2 separate regions of the Pan troglodytes genome follow, and region 2 is linked to region 1. Evidence: chromatin contacts called from public Hi-C data. All regions are on one chromosome and are shown on one strand. Each heading gives the region's core, a stretch centred on a gene start, on an enhancer-like site or on the middle of the called end of the contact. The rest is flanking DNA. Distances are from core to core; before and after follow the strand shown.

What was found. Hi-C and Micro-C count contacts between places; a contact is called where the count stands out from the background.
Region 2: a Hi-C map of stem cell-derived neural progenitor cells shows a contact between it and region 1, with 4 times the contacts expected there. The contact joins two enhancer-like sites. A contact is called at or near these places in 2 of 7 Hi-C or Micro-C datasets (induced pluripotent stem cells and stem cell-derived neural progenitor cells) and 1 of 1 other capture datasets (stem cell-derived neural stem cells).

The regions. Positions count from the first base shown.
Region 1 is chr6:146,263,215-146,267,554 of NHGRI_mPanTro3-v2.0_pri, reverse strand. It overlaps LOC134810475 (a long non-coding RNA gene), which reads right to left. Exons shown (of 5, transcript XR_010158680.1): 5 at 1-4,340. All of the region lies in intron 7 of LOC735584 (a long non-coding RNA gene), which reads left to right. Among named protein-coding and RNA genes, the nearest start is that of MIR29B-1, 23 kb to the right of the region's middle. Within about 2 kb of position 1,989, at least 6 of the 24 cell types and tissues checked have an H3K27ac peak or open chromatin away from gene starts, as enhancers often do. A contact at or near this core is called in stem cell-derived neural progenitor cells, where this site is marked.
Region 2 is chr6:146,369,106-146,373,445 of NHGRI_mPanTro3-v2.0_pri, reverse strand. The region is part of intron 3 of LOC735584 (a long non-coding RNA gene); the gene reads left to right. Among named protein-coding and RNA genes, the nearest start is that of MKLN1, 100 kb to the left of the region's middle. Within about 2 kb of position 2,180, at least 6 of the 24 cell types and tissues checked have an H3K27ac peak or open chromatin away from gene starts, as enhancers often do. A contact at or near this core is called in stem cell-derived neural progenitor cells, where this site is marked.

The sequences.
Region 1 (4,340 bases), core at 740-3,239:
CAGCAGTCTGGCTCCTGCGCCCAAGCTTTTAATTTGTATCCTATTCACTTTTCATAAATAAATGACTCGTGTTGGAGGTGTTTGTATCCTTGGGGCCACTCAGTTTTATTCAGCCAGCTTTCCTTGGTTGTGGTTTTAATGTGTTAGGGAAGAATGAATGTATTCCCCACAGCTGGGCATCTTTGTGCTGGATCACCTGGCCACAGCTCATGAATAGTGCAGATTATCACACCCCACCCCCATGACTCCAGCAAATGTGCTGTGGGTATAGGAGAGTATGTTCAAAAAAGGCAATTAACAAAGCAACTGTCCCAACTACCAAGAAAAACAAATGTGGCATAACCCATGATAGAACCCTCTTTTTTCCTTATTAGACATGAACAGAAGCTCATTAATGCCGTCCAGTAAGTTCAAGCCGCATAACTTACATACACTGTCAGGACCCAGAAAGAAACCTGTTGTCTTGTGATGTTATTGTTGCTTGGTTGACCTCATAATGTCTTGACAGGGCTCAAGACACCCTTCATGATCTGGTCTTACCTCTCAGGACTCCCCCCATCCTTACCATTGTTTGTTGATCTCTGGTGCAGCCAAATGAAGCCCATCATGCTTGTCCTCTGCCTGGAAGCTCTTCCTTCCCTCTTCCTGGCCAATGGCTACTGTCCCTTCAGAGCACCTGTTCAGATGAAACCTCCACCAGGCAGCCTCTGCTGACTCCTAAGGGCTGGGCTAGGTGCCCCTTGGGTGCTTCCACAGCCCTTTCTGCTTACCCAGTTGTACATGTGTCATACTGTGTTCTGTAATTCCTCTTTTTGTCCATCTTCCCTGGCTTGCATTGACCCCTTAAAAGCCATGATTAGGGCCGGGCGCCGTGGCTCACGCCTGTAATCTCAGCACTTTGGGAGGCCAAGGCAAGTGGATCACAAGGTCAGATCGAGACCATCCTGGCTAACGTGGTGAAACCCCATCTACTAAAAATACTAAAATTAGCTGGGTGTGGTGGCACACGCCTGTAGTCCCAGCTACTCGGGAGGCTGGGGCAGGAGAATTGCTTGAACCCGGGAGGCGGAGGTTGCAGTGAGCAGAGATTGCGCCACTGCACTCCAACCTGGGCAACAGAGTGAGACTCCATCTCAAAATAAAACAAAACCATGATGCCATGATTACGTAGTGTTTACTTTTGGATAAACACCCGGACACATGATAGAGAATAAATGTTTGAGAGAGAGAAATGACCTACTGGGTAACACCAAAAACTAATGTATACCATGTCTAGTGTTTACAGTTTACAAGATGCTTTCACACACGTAACTTCATTTGATCCTCCCGGCAACTCTGCAAAATAGATTTCTGCATCCCTGTTGTACTGACCAGGAAACATCAGCCTGCCCTGATGGCAGGGATGTGGTTAGCAGGTGGAAAGCCAGGACTCAGGCTCAGGTCTTCGAACCCAGATTTTATGCCCTATGTACCGCCATGTGGATATTCTCAAGGCAACTCTCTGAAATATTTCCAGAATCTTTCACAAAAGTCCTGTGTCGTCCTTGTCCTGGCCAACTAGACTCAGAGGGAGGACTGATGGATTTTCATCTCCCTCTTCCCCTTCGTCTTTTCTTCTTAGCATCTTCCTACCCTCCCCACCACCGCGCTTCTCCACCAAAAGTCTGATGCTGGCATGTAATGGACCCTTTCCAAGTTTCAAGGTGTTGACAGTAAATCTTTTGTATTTAGACCGGGCCGGCTGCTTTCCTTTTCTTGTGGGTAGAACTCTGGAAAAGTGGAGGGGGGTGGGTGGGGCTTCAGGTAAAGTACGTCAGCAAATTGGATAAGTCGGATCTTCGTTGTGTTAGTGGGTAAGAGATGAACTGGGGGGAGGGGTGTGTGTTTGGGCAGTGAGCAAGCCAGCAAGAGAATGTGAGTGGGCGGCCAGTTGGTTGGCAAGTGAGAGGCTGTGGAGAGGTTGCTGCTGGGACGGGCTGTGCAATTAAACAGTTGAGCAGATCTTAATAGCAGACTGGGGCGGTGCTCTCCGCAGGCCTGCGGGGAGCAGGGAGCAGGGGAAGCAAGCGAGCTGGAAGCATCTTTGGGCACAGAGCTAGATACGAATTTCATAAGCACATAACCTGAGGAATAGAATGCAACCAGAGGAGGGAGAAATAGAGATTCCAGGCAGCGTTTCCTAAACTTAAAAAGTTTTGAATACCCAGTTTTGCCTTGTTCTGGGGACCTCTGGCAATGTTGTTCAAGGGAGGAATTTTTAATTTCATAGAAAAGTGAATTTTACCACCACAAGAGAACATGAGACCAAGGTCATAAATCCCTTTGTTTGGAGTGTCCGTTCTGAACTCCTTTTGTACTTTTATTTGCAGGAAGAGGCTATACCAGCAAGTATTATGGTTTTACTGGGTGGGGCGGCAAGGCCAGGAAGAGATGGAGATGCTGTTAAAGGTCCTTGCTCCAGAACATTCAGAGATCAGAGGAACTCAAGAGGTCAAAGTAGGCTGATGTCATTGTTCATCCATTTATTCAGCAAACCTTTCTTGAACACCTACTGTGTGCCAGGCACTGGTTGGCAGTGAGGTGAAGACGATAGTGATGAAAACACAGGCATGGTCTCTGTCATCATGGAACCTAAGTAAACACATACCAAAAAAAATGGCCCAAGAAAAATCATCCCTGAGGGGAAGGCACTCAGATGAAAAGGACCTTCTTCCCAGTGGTCCCCTGAGGAGGTGATTTCCAAGGTCTCAGCTAAGAGATGAGCAGGAATGTGTGGGTGCAGGGGGTAGGGGTGAGAGCTCTCGGCATAGAGAGAGCAGCACATTTCAAAGGCCCTGGAGTGGGGAAGGAGGTGGCAGGTGCAGCTGTGTGGTGGCTACTTCCACTTCAGAAGTCTTCTGGAATGTCTTTTTTTTTTTTTTTTTTTGAGAGCTCTGTTGCCCAGGCTGGAGTGCAGTAGCACGATCTCGACTCACTGCAACCTCTGCCTCCCGGGTTCAAGCAATTCTCCTGCCACAGTTTCCCAAGTAGCTGAGATTATAGGTGCAAGCCACCATGCCTCGCTGATTATTACATTTTTAGTAGAGACGGGGTTTTACCATGTTGGCCAGGCTGGTCTCGAACTCTGTCTCCTGGAACCTCTTGATGAGCCCCTGTGAGGTTCCCCAGCCCAGGGCATCCCCCCAGGTATTCAGGAGAGACCCGTCCCCAAGAGACTGCCTGCCACTTCCTCTTCCTGTGAATGTCACTGTGAGGGGAATAAATAAGGATAGACCAGAAAAGCAAATTGTAAGAAATTTGAAACCAGTTGTCAGTTTTCAGGTGCCCAGGAGCATGACAATATGCCCGAGGGACCATAACAGGACTTGACATGGAGCTGGGTCTAAAGCAGATGACCTGGTGGCTGCAGTGTGTTCCACACAGGCGAGCACTGTGAGGCCAAAGGACTGGTGTTGAGCAGAATGAAAAAGCACAGTGTTGGTTAATCCTGAAAAGTGAAGCCTGCAAGAAATGAACTTCGACCTTGGAGTGGGGGTGGGACAGGGCCTAGAAGGAAGAGAGGCTCGGAAGTGTGTTGTGTAAACGTGGTTCTGTTTTGTCTAATCTTTTACTACCTGTAGGGACAGGTGGATGCAGTGGAGCTGCTGGCAGGAAAGGTGGAGTTTTTTCAAGGTCACGAGTTAAGCAATAGAGTAGAATATCTTTGCAGCTGCAAGAGGAGGTGCGAGCAGCTTGTTCACAAGGTATATTTTGCAGGAGTTTCCCCTTAAAAGATCTTATTTGCTTGAGAGTAGCGTTAAGGATTTCTGTGCCAACAGTTAGCTGGATCTCTGGGGTTGAATCGTTATCACCAATCTATAGTTAAAATAAGCATTAAAAAAAGAAGTCTACTTTCAAAGTTTTCCCGAAGTGCCAGTCTGAAGCAGCTACCTTTAAAAGCTGTTCTTGAATAATAGGTTGCTATATCCTAGTCTGTAATCTTGGACTAATGTCTGAGGAAGGAAAAAAAAAAAGAATATTCTCTCTTTGTCCGATTAAGAAGTGGAGGTAGACAGCGATTCGACATGTTGTATGGGCGAGGCTGTGCTGAGCTTGCGTCTGGGACAATGACCAGACAGATGAAAGGAGAAGTGAGAGATATTTTTAGCACATCAGGACTGCTTTGAAACATTGATTTTTTTTCCATCTCCTCCCACCCCCCATAATTCCAGCAGGAAGATTCAGTGGCAGGTGCTTTAATTCAGTGTAAAAACATCTTCTATATTACACACTAAAATATTCATGAGGAAAGGGAGTTGCTGATTTGAAGGCGTAGCTTTAAAACCCACGTCTGTGGGCTT
Region 2 (4,340 bases), core at 931-3,430, 110 kb before region 1:
TATGAAATACTATCTATAGTCATCTAACGAAACAATGCTGTTTTTCTGTTACAAAGCTTTCTGTTCACGTGTCTACATTTGAAGTTACTGCATTCAGAATGAAAGCCATACATCTGACCTCACAATGTAAGGATATTCAGTTTTCTTCCTGATAGCCTAGAAGAAGGAAAAGAATCACAAGGTTGTAGCATTGCCCTGTTTCTGTTAGACAAGAGAAATCCTCTAATGGCAAACCCTTGATGGTGTACAGTTTCCAAAGTCTGGTCCCCGTTGGAGCCTCTCACCTCCCATAGAGTTAAAGAGAGATTTGCCTCAGCAACTGGACCATAGCCATCAATGTCTATTGAAACTCCAAGAATAAGTTTAAATTAAACCAAACATGCAGAAGATGAGAAAATAAGTCTTATTTCTAAAAATAGGAGGCTTCCCCCCCCCCCAACCCCCCAATGGCTGTAGACCTGAGGGCTTTTAGTAAGTAATAATGAACTTTTACAGTAACTGTAATTTGAGTCAGATAGTTTTTCTCTGATTTATGCTACCAGGGTGACTCATGAGGGCACAGCATTTTAGAGGCTCTTTCTGAGACAGAAATGTCTCTGACTTTTGTCAAGTAAGTAATTATTGATGTAGCATGAGGATCTTATAATCTAGAAGAAAAAATTATTTATTTTCATATGCCTATTAATTTTCCATCTGTTGAACTGAAGCCAGGGAGAGATGAATGCACAAAGCTGCTTCACCCTTCTGCTTCCTCCCAGGCTGAGTCTCTACCCCGTGTGTTCCCTCTCGCTCCTGGAGTCCCCAGTCAGCTCTTAGAGGAATCCTTGGGAACCTTGTTCACATGATACTAAATGACAAAACCTTTTTTGACCTTTCCCCCTACAGACAGACCTTCCTCTAGTGTCTTTGTCCAAGGCTGAATGATTGCACTTATTACACTCGAGTGGAATTATTTACTTACATGTCTCTGTCCCTTTCTAGAGAGTGACTTCCTTAGAGCAGGGCCTGGGTGGTCTTGATTTTGTATTTTAGGTAGGACCAAGCACAGCGTCTGAAACACACAGTAAGCCTTTAGTAATTGTGAAAGTGAACTTCTCCACATAACAAAATAGTGCTTTAGAATTTCTTTTCATTATACTGCAGTGATTTTTGTCTTTTTGACTTCAAAGTCACTCGCTCTCAGAATTGAAAAAATGGAAAGAAATGATAGTATTCTTCATCATTCCTTTTATGAGTCTAGTGGACTCTCTAGTCTTCACAAACATAGGACTGATAACTTGTTTTATATTAATATTTTGTTGTATAAATACCTGTATATTTTGTGTTACTGTGTGACAAAACTGAGTCTAAAATATGTGGCTAGAAAATCTAAGAAACCAAGATGAGAATCTTCAATGATTTGTAGATTATGTCATCTTTATATCATCATGGTGTGAGGTGTTTTCTTGGATTGAGTTCCGCTGAGACAGAGATGTATGTTATCTGTTTGGAAGGTGAAAGAAACATTTTAAGGGAAGCGAGATAGGGAAACAATTGGAGCCTAACTTTGCTGGACACTCTGGGAGCCAGTGTAAGGACCAGGCCTCAGTGTTAGCCCACATGGGTCACTTACACATCAGCTTTGGCCAGTTGCTGACTGAGAGGCAGCAGCGGGGTGCGGCATCAATTTCCAGTGCTTTGCCTGCCATGTGGGCCCCATCCGTGCTCATGGTACCGCCCTCCAGCGGAGCGATGGCAGCCAGCTGCCCGTGGAGAGCCCAGCAGCAAGCCCAGAAATAAGGCCCAGGGACTAGGGGTGGGGGCAGGTGGTGTCAGGCAAATTTGTGTGCTTGCTTATTTGATGTTTCAGTCTCAGTCCTTTGAATCGTGAATTATCAAGATAGAGACTATTTGAAACATTTAAGAATTAGAGAAAAATAATAAGCACAGTATTTTCTTCTACTTGAACTGGGGCCGTTCTTCCTTCAAGAGGGAGAAGCTTACGAAAGATTATTCTGCCTGAGGAGACCTCGCCACCCCCTGCTTGAACTTTGGTCCCTGATCAATTCTGCCTTTGAATTCCTCCAATTATTATAAAGTTCTTCCTTATATTGAGTAGAAGTCTGCCTTATGGTGATACGTTGTATTTCTCAGACACGGACCCGGAAGTGGCGCCTTCCAATTCCTCCTCCTCTTCTTTTCTCTTTCGTCAGCAGATGGCGTCTTCCTTCTCTTTTTCTTTCTTTCCTCCCTCCTCTCTCCCCACCCTTGGCAAACATTTGTCACCAGGATGGATGCTGTTAGAAAAACGTCTCCCTGTGACATGTTGTCTTTTCAAAAGGACAAGAAGGAAAGGAGGAAACAGGTTTTCATTGCTTAAGGCACATTAAAACTGGCTGGTTCTCTCTAGCACATTTCTTAGACAAACACCCGTTTTCCTTTAGACTCAGAGCTGATATGTTATTGTAACAGTTAAGTTTGCCTTTACATTTTTATTCATGCTGCCTTGCAGGTAGATGGTTCCTTTTGACTTTTCTCTTTTACGTAGATGGGCACCTTTTGTTAATTTTACCTTTTTAAAATACAAATGTAGGCCAGATGCAGTGGCTCACACCTGTAATCCCAGCACTTTGGGAGACCAAGGTGGGTGGATCACTTGAGGCCAGGAGTTCGAGACCAGCCTGACCAACATGGTGAAACCCCGTCTCTACTAAAAATACAGAAATTATCTGGGCGTGGTGGTGCATGCTTGTAATCCCAGCTACTCGGAAGGCTGAGGCAGGACAATTGCATGAACCCAGGAGGGAGAGGTTACAGTGAGCCGAGATCATGCCACTGCACTCCAGCCTGGGTGACACAGCGAGACTTGTCTCAAAAAAAAAAAAATATTTTCTGGAGAAAAATCTTTTGATGTACAGATAAATAGATTAAAATGGATTTGTACTTAGTTTTGGGAGTAAAACTGATAAGACAGTGATTTGGCCTAATCACTTTGAATGCAGACATCGCTGGACACATAAAGATTTAAAATTGGGCAGAGAAAAAAACTGGGCAATTTTTTTTTCACCTAGATTCTTCCAGTATTATGGGCAGAGAATACATACAACTTAGTGAAAGATTGTTAGTGACTAGAAGGATTTAATTCACATATATTGTAAAACCAGACTGCATGTGGAACAAACTGTGTGTTTGAACTAATTAAGTATTCAAAGAAATATTTAATATTTCTTATTCGCCCACCTTGCCCCCTTTTCTCCTCCTTTCTCAATCAGTAAATATTTACTGGATGTTTCCAGAATGTGAATGTTGCATAAAAAACAAGTATATGAAATTGTCTTTGCTCTCAAGGATAACATAACTGAACGTAATTTATTAGCCCACTTTGCTGCTTTAGGAAGAATACTAAGGTGAGCCCAGTTTAATCTTTAACATATTATTACCTCTCATTTCTGCTTGTTCAAATCCAAGCTGCAACTCAGTGCCATCTTCTTCGTGATTATCTTTACTCCTACCCCTCTCTACCTCCATTCCCCCAAAAAGTGATCTCATACTCCTGTGAACATCCTTAGCATTTATGCACTCTTTTCTTTTTATTATTATTATTATTATTATACTTTAAGTTTTAGGGTACATGTGCACAATGTGCAGGTTAGTTACATATGTATACATGTGCCATGCTGGTGCGCTGCACCCACTAACTCGTCATCTAGCATTAGATATATCTCCCAATGCTATCCCTCCCCTCCCCCCAACCCCACAACAGTCCCCAGAGTGTGATGATCCCCTTCCTGTGTCCATGTGTTCTCATTGTTCAGTTCCCACCTATGAGTGAAAATATGCGGTGTTTGGTTTTTTGTTCTCGCGATAGTTTACTGAGAATGATGATTTCCAATTTCATCCATGTTCCTACAAAGGACATGAACTCATCGTTTTTTATGGCTGCATAGTATTCCATGGTGTATATGTGCCACATTTTCTTAATCCAGTCTATCATTGTTGGACATTTGGGTTGGTTCCAAGTCTTTGCTATTGTGAATAGTTATGCACTCTTTTCTTGGACTTTGCTCTTTCTCCTTTGTCGTATAGTTATATTATAGTTATTGACCTTGGGCTATCTTCATTCCTAACAGTTCTCATTCTAGTACCTTGTATAGAAATGCTGTTCACTAAATGACATATCGAATGGGTATTAAATTTATTATTAAGTGCCTTGGCTCTTAATCGGTCAGGCTTGGATTTCAGTCTCAGCTCTGCCATTTACTATCTCTGTGATTTTGGCCAAGTATTAACCTCTCTAAATTTCAGTTTGCTATTCTGCAAAATGGGAATGATGATAATGACTACTTGAAGGAGACTTTGTG